Linked DNA regions of Anser cygnoides: region 2 is linked to region 1. The links are chromatin contacts, called in public Hi-C maps. All regions are on one chromosome and are shown on one strand. Each heading gives the region's core, a stretch centred on a gene start, on an enhancer-like site or on the middle of the called end of the contact. The rest is flanking DNA. Distances are from core to core; before and after follow the strand shown. Region 1 overlaps ATF7IP (activating transcription factor 7 interacting protein). Region 2 has its middle 37 kb from the start of ATF7IP.

Region 1 (5,115 bases), core at 808-3,307:
ACAAAAGGAATATATATTCTGTGGTACAATATAAATTCAACTCTCAAGATAAACTCAAGACCTTACAACCATGACATACTGTATTACATAACCATAAGGCTTCTACCATCCTTAGGTACCATAATTTATCAAAAATACAGGTAAAATGGAAAGAGATGTGATAAAGATTTTTTGTTGTCATTTTCCATTTCTTATTAACACTGAATTCCCTTATACTTTGTTTCAATTCTTTTCTGCTTGACAATGTAGAATCTTCATATTTGAGTAACTGATGGAGCTTAAATAACAGATGCATTCACACCTTGCGAACAGATGAAAAAGACCTTCACAGAAGATTTTATCAGCTCTATTTACACTCACCATAATACCATTAAGAGAGTCTGAACAAGTTTCTGAACACGACTGTCTACTACTGCGCTGCCACTAGTGGAAGCAAAATGCAACACACCTACAGAAACACTGATTTGGAAAATCAGTTTACCTGTAGTAAGAAAACATTCTCATCCCATAACCATTTCCAGTCAGATGAAGTACAAACTCAAGACGAGTTGTTAATAATCCTTCCAAACCAGTCTACATAGTAAATACAGTATTTTTATATTCCTCTAGAAGAGAACACATGTGACACAGTAATTTAACACAGTCCTGAAATTATGAGAAGCATAGAAAAACCTCTAAATATTTTAGAAGCACGCATGCAGTCTCTGAAAGCATACACATTCCTCCTTCCCAAGAACTTCAGCAGAAAGCTTTTTTATGTCACTATAAAAGCCTGTATCAGGCTGTCACATAGAGCACTGATCGTCATACTCACGGTTCCATGAGTGTAATCCCCTACAACATGCATGCTGTTTCAGAGGTATGTCTTGCAGAGTCGATTTTGAAAGGAAAAAAAAAGTCAGGCTTGGCTAACCTCGAACAATTCTTAAGACTCATGATAGGCAGCAGCTAAAGCCTTCTGTTCATCTAGTACAAGGATATAAGGCCTTTGTATCAAAATTAAGTGAGTACATGTAGCTGGATTTCTCTGACTACAATGCTTTCTTTTATAAGCATTACACTGAATTTTGAAGTCTTTAAAGAGTTTGTGAATTTTGTAATATCTGATCTTACTCTTACTGTAACCAAATGATATTTTAACGATCAATTACAAAATTTCACACACAACTTAAAATCAAGTTTGTAAATGCATCGTTTGTATAATCATAAAATGCAATTTAAAGCAAAGTAGTATTTGTATGCTCTAGTTTCCTTAGATATCTAAACGGCCTTTCATTCATATTTTTAACATAGCATGAAATATGGTAAATAAAACTAAAATGAAAGACGTTGCCTTTTTCAGTTTACCAAGAATAACAATCTTAAAAATCAAACATCAGAATACCTTTTTTACGTTAATGCACATCTTTACTTTTTTTCTTAGAACAGAAAAATACTGAAGGAATAAGCTTCAGTTACTAACGTATTTCAAAAATGTGTTTAGTTTATATCTAACAATATTATCGAAAATATAGCTAAAAGACAAAACCCTAATACAGTTCTACAGTGAAACTGATACAAAGGAGCCTTACAAAATTCCATTGTTAGATGGCTATTTAATTGATGCACATTTTCAGCTCAATCCCACAATCTTTCACAACCAAACAACACCAAGGAAAAGCTACAAAACTATAAACATAGATGAGATTTAAAGATGAAAACTAAATGCTGGTTAAGTATCACATATCACAGCAGACCACACTTAAAGCGTTTCCAGCCATACCCACAAGGGAGCACACTGCAGCCAAGTAACAGATCTCATGTGAGAGCTGAGTAAAATAAGAAACAAATTAATCAGTAACCAGTTCAGACAGGTTTGGTTGTATGGGTGCAAGCCTATGAGCAATCATCTTATAAATATCTGCCTTCCAGTCCACCAAAGGGGTAGAGGCTGCCTTTCAGAAAGGAGAGCAGGCTATATGAATTCAGTCTTAACACTTTATAAACTCCTAGTGTTTTAAAAAGGAATGTATTTAGATAGTCTCCTTTTATACTCAACAATTAACACAGAGTTTAGCTACATTTACTATACACTTCCCTCATGTGACGCTTAAGTAGTTTCAGTTTTTCATCATCACATTTCTTTGTTGTGACATGGTCATGAGCGGCTCAGGCGCCAAGCCAGTGAAGTGGCACCTATTATTTCAAGGAAAGGCATTTGTGCAGAGCAGTACGAAATGACTCCTGCATGTAGAGATAAGTATGCAAGGGTTAAATTCTGTAAATAAGGTGGTTTTGTTTAATAAAGTTCAACAAAACAATAATCAATTTTGAAACACCAACACATGAATACTGTATGTATTTGTTTAGGTATCATTTATCAAAATTCTTCATTTTAAGCTTTAAAGTCATACTTACTTCAGCATGACAAACACACCATCATGCACCTCCCTCCAATTACAAATCTGCAAATATTTCTCATTACCAAATATGTGATGGATGGCAAAACCAAAATGTACCAGTGTAGCTAAGAATACACGAAGGACTTCTCTTGCAGCCAATTAGAAATTTTTCCCTCCTCTTCCCCTTATACATATATATATTTATTATTACCATGCAAAGAGATTGCAGCTCTGAAGCAACAAAGGAAGGTATTAGTTTAGCTGCTATGGATTAGCCTATGATCGTGAGCTCGCATGAGCACAGCCCACGAGCTGCTCAAAAAGTGAGCCAATCAGCGAGCGGCTGCCTGAATCCTGCCTGGTAACAGGCAGTAGACAAAGAGAAGGTCATGGAAACACACTAGGGGGAAAAAACTGGAATCTCTGCAACAGTGCACAATGGGTTTTGCATAATATAATCAGTCTAGAACAGCATTTGCACAGGCTTCCTGGAATGTATGTAGTGCTAGCCAAAAGCACCACCATAAAACACTTGCAAAAGCACAAGAACTACATGGAGGAAGTAAAAGCCTTTGATCAGGAAAACCAGTGCTCAAATATTCAAGTCTACTTAAAACGTAGCACAGCTGAATCAATGGAACAGAGACAGCTAATGGTCAGGAGCACGATGTTCTAGATGGAGAGTCCCAGAGAATGCACGTAATGAACAGAACCTACCTCTTAAGCGGCGGTTCACAATAAGCAGTTTTCAGTTGAAACCATCTATAGCAATGTTGATACAAGTCGTCAGAAATTTAAAAACTATTTTCAAAGAAGAACAAGTTTGTGATCTGTTTTTCCAGAACACGTGCTGAAATACCGCACCAGGAATGCGCTTTCATGCCCCTCACTCAAGTCTGCTTAACTGACCGAACGCAAGATACACACCACCAGTGCACGAACAACACTATGTCTTAATATTTTGAAGTAAATGCAAAAAACACATCTGAGGAGATACACTAAGCAAAAACAGTATTTCTTCTAGCACACCATAGGCGATCATAGGTTTTGTTCCCTTCCAGGCTGACATTTTGTGTGCGCTGGCTGAGCGGGGCAGCAGAACGCGCCATTTTCTGAGAGAAAAATCACGTCGCCAAGCCGTCCAGCTCCACCTCCTGTACCTACAGCAAAACAAGGTTCGCTCTGACTGAACCTCCGGCCATTTTTTCGCCGCGTTGTCCGGGGCTGAGGGAGGTGGCAGGGCGGGTGGCTGGTTGGGAACCGGGCGGCATTTCCCGCCTCAGAGCCCTGCAGTTTCCCGGCCGCACCCTAGGGGGCGCCGGCCCCGGCCGCGCTCCCGCCCGGCCACCGCCTCACAGCGACAGGCCACAGGCCCCTCTCTGATTGGCTGGATGCGATCCGCACGGCGGCCAATCAGGCAGAGGCTCCTGAAATTCTACCCAGCAACAGAGAGCCACGAGGCCCTGAGGCAGAATGTGGGCAGGGAATGGCGCAGGAGAGCCGAGTGCAGTGCTAGGAACGACCTGAAGCAAAAACTTACAGGGCTCAGACCCAGGGCTTCAGAACAGCGTTAGCTCACAAGTGCAGCGAACAGGAAGCGCATAGCCTGGCTGCACATTCCCTCCTTAACTCTGTCATGCTGGTTTAACACTAGCGAGTTTGTGTTATGTTAAATGTTGAGTCAAAAAATGCAGAAAGACAAGCCAGGTCCAAGCACGTCTGTTTTTATTCTTTCCTCTGTTACTGGGTAGCAGCTGTACCCTTCTACAGAAGCATCAAAATCCAGTTATTCCCCATGACTGCAGTGGGACGTCACCGTGCTTGGAGATCTGCTTGTCCCCCACCCTTGTGCTCTGCCTTTTGAGGAAGTGGTTCTGTGTAACACCGAATTCACATGGATCTATGCCTACTGAGAAACACACCAAGAAGTGGTTATGTGCTTGGTAAACTGGAGTATGTCCATAGTATAGTTTCAGACGAGTGGTCTTGGTCTCGTACACTTTCATCAATGGCCTAACATACAAAGTTGAATTGTATTCTCATCACTTTGGTACCTCTAAGAGAATGACACCACCTCTGACTTTGGCTCATGAATCTATTTCTCATCCTATTATAGCAATTTTAGATTCTTCTCTCAGGAGGAATGGCAACTACTCCCTGTTAGATCCATTTATACAATTGAGATCTTTCAACTTGCTGGTGGTTTTCCAGAATTGTCCTTCCATGGTTCAATAGTTCATGCCTCAGTAGCTATTACACATTAAGTATACATAAAAGTATATATACATACATATATTGATAATGGAAGAGAAAAACAAAAGCGAATTCTTCCTAGACAACGTTTTAATTACATATTCCAGCTAACCTCATTCAAACATGGCTGCCTTAGAATCACCAGCCATTAAAACACGTGAAGTTTAAGCTCTAAACCTTGTTCTCCAAGAAGAAAAGAGAGCTTTGTTGACTTCTGGAAACAACTTTTAACAGGCATTTCAATCCTTATAAAATTGTTTGGAGTGGAACTCAGCCAGAGCAACAGTGGTAGATACTGCCTGTCTTCTTACCACAAAGTGTTAGGCATTTCAACTTTTATCAACAACTGAAAACATCAGCTTTCAATTCAGCTGTGAGATCCTAAACGCTAAACAAATATTGCTGTTTCAAATTCCTGTAACAGCAAAATTCAACATTACTAGAACTCATTTTTAGCACAAGCTAAAAGCACTAAGTACAT
Region 2 (5,383 bases), core at 2,529-5,028, 86 kb after region 1:
AAGGCAGGCAAGAGGAATCTTGAGCTGACCAAACCTTTGGTGAAGGACCTAGAGGGGAAGACATACGAGGAGCGGCTGAGGTTACTTGGCCTGTTCAGCCTGGAAAGAGGAGGCTGAGGGGGGACCTCATTGCGGTCTACAGCTTCCTCACTCACAAGGGGGAGTGGAGGGGCAGGTGCCTATCTATTCTCTTTAATGACCAGTGATAGGACCTGAGGGAATGGTGTTAAGCTGTGACAAGGGAGGGTCAGGCTGGATATCAGGAAGAGGTTCTTCACTGAGAGGGCTGTTGTGCACTGGAACAGGCTACCCAGGGACGTAGTCACGGTACCAAGCCTGTCGGAATTTAAGTGTTTGGTCTATGCTCTTAGTCGTATGGTCTGATTTTCTGGGTAGACCTGTGTGGTGCCAGGAGTTGGACTTGATGATCCTTGTGGGTCCCTTCTAACTCGGGATATTCTATGATTCTATGAAACCTAATTACACAAATTGGAGAATGGTCAAGACATTAGATTTAAAAACCCATTCCAGCAACAAGAAAGAAGATAGCTCAAGATCTGGGGTCACAAACTTGTTAGGCCTCCAGTTCTATAGGCCATTCAAAATATCAGATAAAATGAAGACTAAACCAACAAATTCCATTTATAGTGTTCAAATATACCAAGCAACTGCTTGCAATATGTTTGTACAGGTAGTATTTATGCTAAAAAGACAGTGTTTCTCTTTCCTTTCTCTGTCAGGACCCATATTCATTGTTGTTGCCTAGGAAACGGTACATAAAAGCCATGAAAGAGGAATATTTCACAGAGCATCCTACATTGTTTTAAATGCCTTTTGCAGATAGGTGAATAAAGAATTGCAACTCTATTTCATTAAAAAATGTAAACCCCAGTAATTTGAGCAGTACAGTCTAGTGGTTAACCATCAGATGACTGACTTTCTGTGTATGACTCAGTATGACCTGACTTACCATGACCATCAGCAAGTCACTTAGTGCTATTCTCATGCTAACATGAACAAACTTTCTCATGCCTACCCTATAAAAGGATCTGTGACAGAGGTGATACTATGTTCTTTCTTCAAAGTGCAAGAACATATGCTTCCTTTGCAATGTGTTAAACAAGACATCTAAAATATGTGAATGACTAAAATAATCTACTTAATGATTGCCTCAGTTATAATATCTCATGTGCAATCTTCCAGATATGAATATCTCACTGGAACTCCAAAATGTTATATTGAATGAACGCACTGGGGGAGACATTTGGTATAGAAGATGAGAGAAAGATGCTGTTTTATAATTCAGGATTTTTTTTTTTTACTTGTAAAAACAAAATAAGTTTAAAGTATGACAAAATTAACAAAGCAACTCTGAATGAAACACCTCATATTCACCACTGTTTAGGAGACGCATGCTTTCTATAAACCACCTTGTTCGTCAAGTCACAATTCTCAAGTAAACATGGGTTAAAAAATCTGGCTGCAACAAATTTACAGCTCCTGCATCTGTGTCATAGATAATCAGGTCTGATTTTCTCTGTTCCAAAAGTATGTCAAGACACAACAACCATGAACTAAAGGAACAGAAACATTTTTTTGTCTTTTTTTTTTCCCCCCCCTCTGATGATACACAAAATAACACCCCATGGCAAGAGTTCTATTCTTTTGTAATAAGAAAACAAACGACAACAGAAGAGGCAGCTCCAGAAGAACTGGAGAGTACTAGGAGGATAAATCATCCCATGCATTTCAATATAGTTTTAATTCTACAGTACAGCATGGGACCCATCCCCACCCTTTGATGATACAGATGATACAAGAGGAGTGCAGCAGAAGTGGCTCACCCAACCAACCAGAGGTAACTGCACTGTAGCAACCAATGTAAAGGAGCTCTCTTGCTTCATTATCTTTCACGTCAAGGAGAAAGAATACCTGCTAACAGCTGCATTTATTTGTAGATCTCCTTGGAAGGGAATAAGGATCTGAGCAACTGACACATCTTGTACTCCAAGTACTAAAGATATTGAGCTGTGACACAAACACATCTGGTCCAGTGAACTCTGTCCATATTTAGTGCTTCTAAAAATATAATTTGTCCATATTGACATATGCTGACTCCTTTGGGCTTCCAAAGAGCAAAATACAGCTCCTATCTCTTCCTACACGTTTAGGTTCTTTCTGAACTAGATTATCTCCTGTGACTGCTTTAGAGTTATCAGAGCAGCTCTACTTCTGATAAGACATGCAAGAATACTGCTGCAGGCAAAATCTGGGCAGCCACGAGGATTTTTATTGTGAGACTTTAAGACTGTACTTTAAATGGGTCAGATAGCTAAACAAGGGAACACCTTTCCTGCACCGCCATTCCCACCTCTCACAAATTTGTACCAATGGTGAAAAAGTGACATGTTGGTATGCCCTGAGGGGCAAAAAAGAAAGAAAAACTCTTGATGACAGACAGGGAGTGGCCCCCATTTATCAGGGTTATCCAGAGAATGATGTAACATAATCTAAGACAGCGAGATGAAAGACTGAAACTAGAAGTAAATCAAACACATATGAGGAGATTAAAGACACATGGAGAGATCTAATCTAATAGAAAGGGAGGGGACAAGGCTGTTCTTTTACTAATTCAGTATTATGACTGAGTTAGCCCTTAGGCTGAAACACCATAGGCCAGTTTATGTTCCTGTTAACAACTGGATGTGACAGAAAGGATAAAATGATATTAAGACCAGAAATTGTGTATGTTCAGAGATACTGCAGATCTCCGTGCAGGTAATGTACAGATGAAAAGTATAACATTTGTTAAAAGTAGGTTGACTTACTATGCTACAGACAGCCACTAATACCTGTTCTAGAAAACACGATGTAATAAAATGGTACTTTAGGCTGGGGAAGTGAAAAGAACGGTCTTCTATTAAGTAAAGCATTAAAGTGTGAAAGCATTTCGCAAAGAAAGTCAGGAGTCTGGATGCCTGTTCCTCTGTGCTGCAGTGACGGGCACTTTAATAATGAGATTTTATCAGCTGGGGAGGAAAAAAAAAAAAGGCAAACGTGTTCCAAGGGAGATTGTCACTTCCCGTACAAAAGGGTTTGGATGATTTTTTGTACTTTGAATGCGACCACAGTAGATCAAATGCAGTATTTGCATATGCACAAATAAGGTGCAAAAGAAACACACACACAAACAAACCACCAAACAGACGTGGTGTGAAAGTCATTTCAAAGATTCTAGGTAAGTCCAAAAAAGCTTGAGTTTAAAGGACCACTGGGAAAATCCAGCTCCCTTCTCCACACACCACAAGAGGCTTCCTGCCCCGCGCCACCTCAGCAGCACCCGTCCTGCCAACCGATGCCCGACAGGGGCACCCCGGGACTTGGGGTGGCCGTGTGAGGGGCAGCTGGAGCTCCATGGCCGGTGAGAGCCGCACGCTGCCCTCCCAGCGGCCCTCAGGCCAGCCTAGCCCAGCCTGGCTTTGCCTGGCCTGGCTTTGCCCGGCCCGGCCCTGAGGCGCCCCCTCGCCGCCGCTCCCCTCCCTTCCCCTCCCCGCCCCCAGCAGCCACAGGACTCCGCTGAAACCCGACACCGGGGCCTCCCTGCCCCTCCGGCAGCCTGCGGCCGCGCGGGGCGACACGCAAAGCCAGGAGCGGATCCCCACATGCAGGCGGCTCCGGCTCCGCGCTGCGGCAGAGCCGGGCCGGGCCGGGCCGTATTGTGTCTGCCGGCAGCAGCCGCGCGGGGCCACCTTCGCGTGGAGCTCCGCTCCGAAGGCTCGGAGGAATCCAGTCCGAAGAGTGCCGCTCGCCCTGATGCAAGCGGCAGCCTCCGCAGCTGCAGTCTCCTTGCAGAGCCACAACCGGCTCAGACCGGCTCGAACCGGCCCGGGCCGGCTGTGCTGGCTGCGGGCAGCGCCCCCGCCTTCCTCTCCCCTGCCTCCGCCTCCTCCTTCCCGGGCCTCCCTCCCACAGCACCGTGGCCCTTTGTCCCTCCACCGCCTGGGTGGGCCCTGGCCGAGCCCCGCGCTGCCCTCACAATTGACATCTCGCCTGGCTGCCCTGGCGCTTGACCCACATTTTCCTCTCTGCCACAATGTGGAAAATACTGTGTGCTTTACGTGTTTTTTCCACTTCTGGAAGAAATGAACGTGTCACAAACCATGCCCTTTTTGGCCAAAGCCACCCCCCCCCCCCCCCATCCACAGAAGGTGTGCTGCACATGGGCTCCTTGGTGCCCCATCCCTCAGAGACACTCCTGTCCTCTCCTGCCTGTCCTGTACACTGTCCCCCCTCCTGTCACAGCCCCAAAAGGAGGAACAGAGCTCGGTTACCTGCCAAGGTCATGGCAGACAAAGGCCCCTCTGTGCTCCTCTCCTCACAGCCACAGGCTGTGATCACCTCATGGCAGTACAGGAGGCAAGGAAACCTGGGTGGTACCCTGTCCCTTCTGCCCCACCTTTCACAGTCACTAGGAGGATAAACACACCCCAAATTTTGTCATTCCGTAACCAAAGAACACTTTTTTTTTTTTTCCTTTGCTGATCCACCCACCCTATTCTTACAGATCAAAGGAAACCTGATCTGGCCACGTTTTGGAGAAGAACTGAGGTAGTGTGACCCTACAAACTGCAGGGGGACATTTCCTACTTCCTCAACAGTGAGGGACATGTATATGGTTGCCACTCTCTTTCCCTGGCATTAGTTTGATAATTAACCTGAGTAGATCTGTCAGTTGGCTTGCTGCTGAAGGAATCCCTCCCCTACACCTGCATTAGCTCTGGCACTGGTCAAAGGAAAAGTGCTACCAGATCCATGAGTTGAGCTGGCACAACAAAGAGTCAAGCAAAGGCTGGACTCTCTAAACTAGGTCTGTTACATGTAGCCACAAGGGAGGTGTGGGCAAAGGAGTGATGCAACTCCCTTTTTGTGGCAGCAAGATGTTTATTTGTCTCACTGATACTGTTAAACTGTTTCTGAACAAGGCAGATACCCGAGCCACTCCCCCTGACCTTAATGAGGAGAGGCAAACACATGTGGTGATGTGTACATCCACCTGAATCTCTGTAAGTCAGTCATTCACCTGTAGGCCTCATCTCCACAGGCTTCAGGTGGTAAAACGGCTCTGTGCTGCTTCCATTGTCCTGAAGGGTGTAAGTGCTAGGTTTTGTAAAGACTTCTGCCTTGTGGGCATGCCATTCACATCCACATCTGGAGATAAAAATATGTGTACTACAACTACTGATTTTGAGGATGGCACAGACAGCAGGCACAAGTCGTCTGTTTGGTATGCTGTGACAAATTGGCTTTTTGACGCAGTTCCCCACAACATTCTCCTCAAGAAACTGGCTGCTCGGGGCTTGGACTGGCGTACGCTTCGCTGGGT

The links. A called contact is a pair of places that touch in the nucleus more often than the background predicts.
Region 2: a Hi-C map of liver shows a contact between it and region 1, with 10 times the contacts expected there. The contact joins two enhancer-like sites. A contact is called at or near these places in 4 of 7 Hi-C or Micro-C datasets (fetal liver, granulosa cells and liver).

What each region holds. Positions count from the first base shown.
Region 1 is chr1:44,794,959-44,800,073 of Taihu_goose_T2T_genome, forward strand. The region is part of intron 1 of ATF7IP (activating transcription factor 7 interacting protein); the gene reads right to left. Among named protein-coding and RNA genes, the nearest start is that of ATF7IP, 47 kb to the right of the region's middle. Within about 2 kb of position 2,058, at least 3 of the 3 cell types and tissues checked have open chromatin away from gene starts, as enhancers often do. A contact at or near this core is called in fetal liver and liver, where this site is marked.
Region 2 is chr1:44,879,048-44,884,430 of Taihu_goose_T2T_genome, forward strand. No RefSeq gene overlaps it. Among named protein-coding and RNA genes, the nearest start is that of ATF7IP, 37 kb to the left of the region's middle. Within about 2 kb of position 3,779, at least 3 of the 3 cell types and tissues checked have open chromatin away from gene starts, as enhancers often do. A contact at or near this core is called in fetal liver and liver, where this site is marked.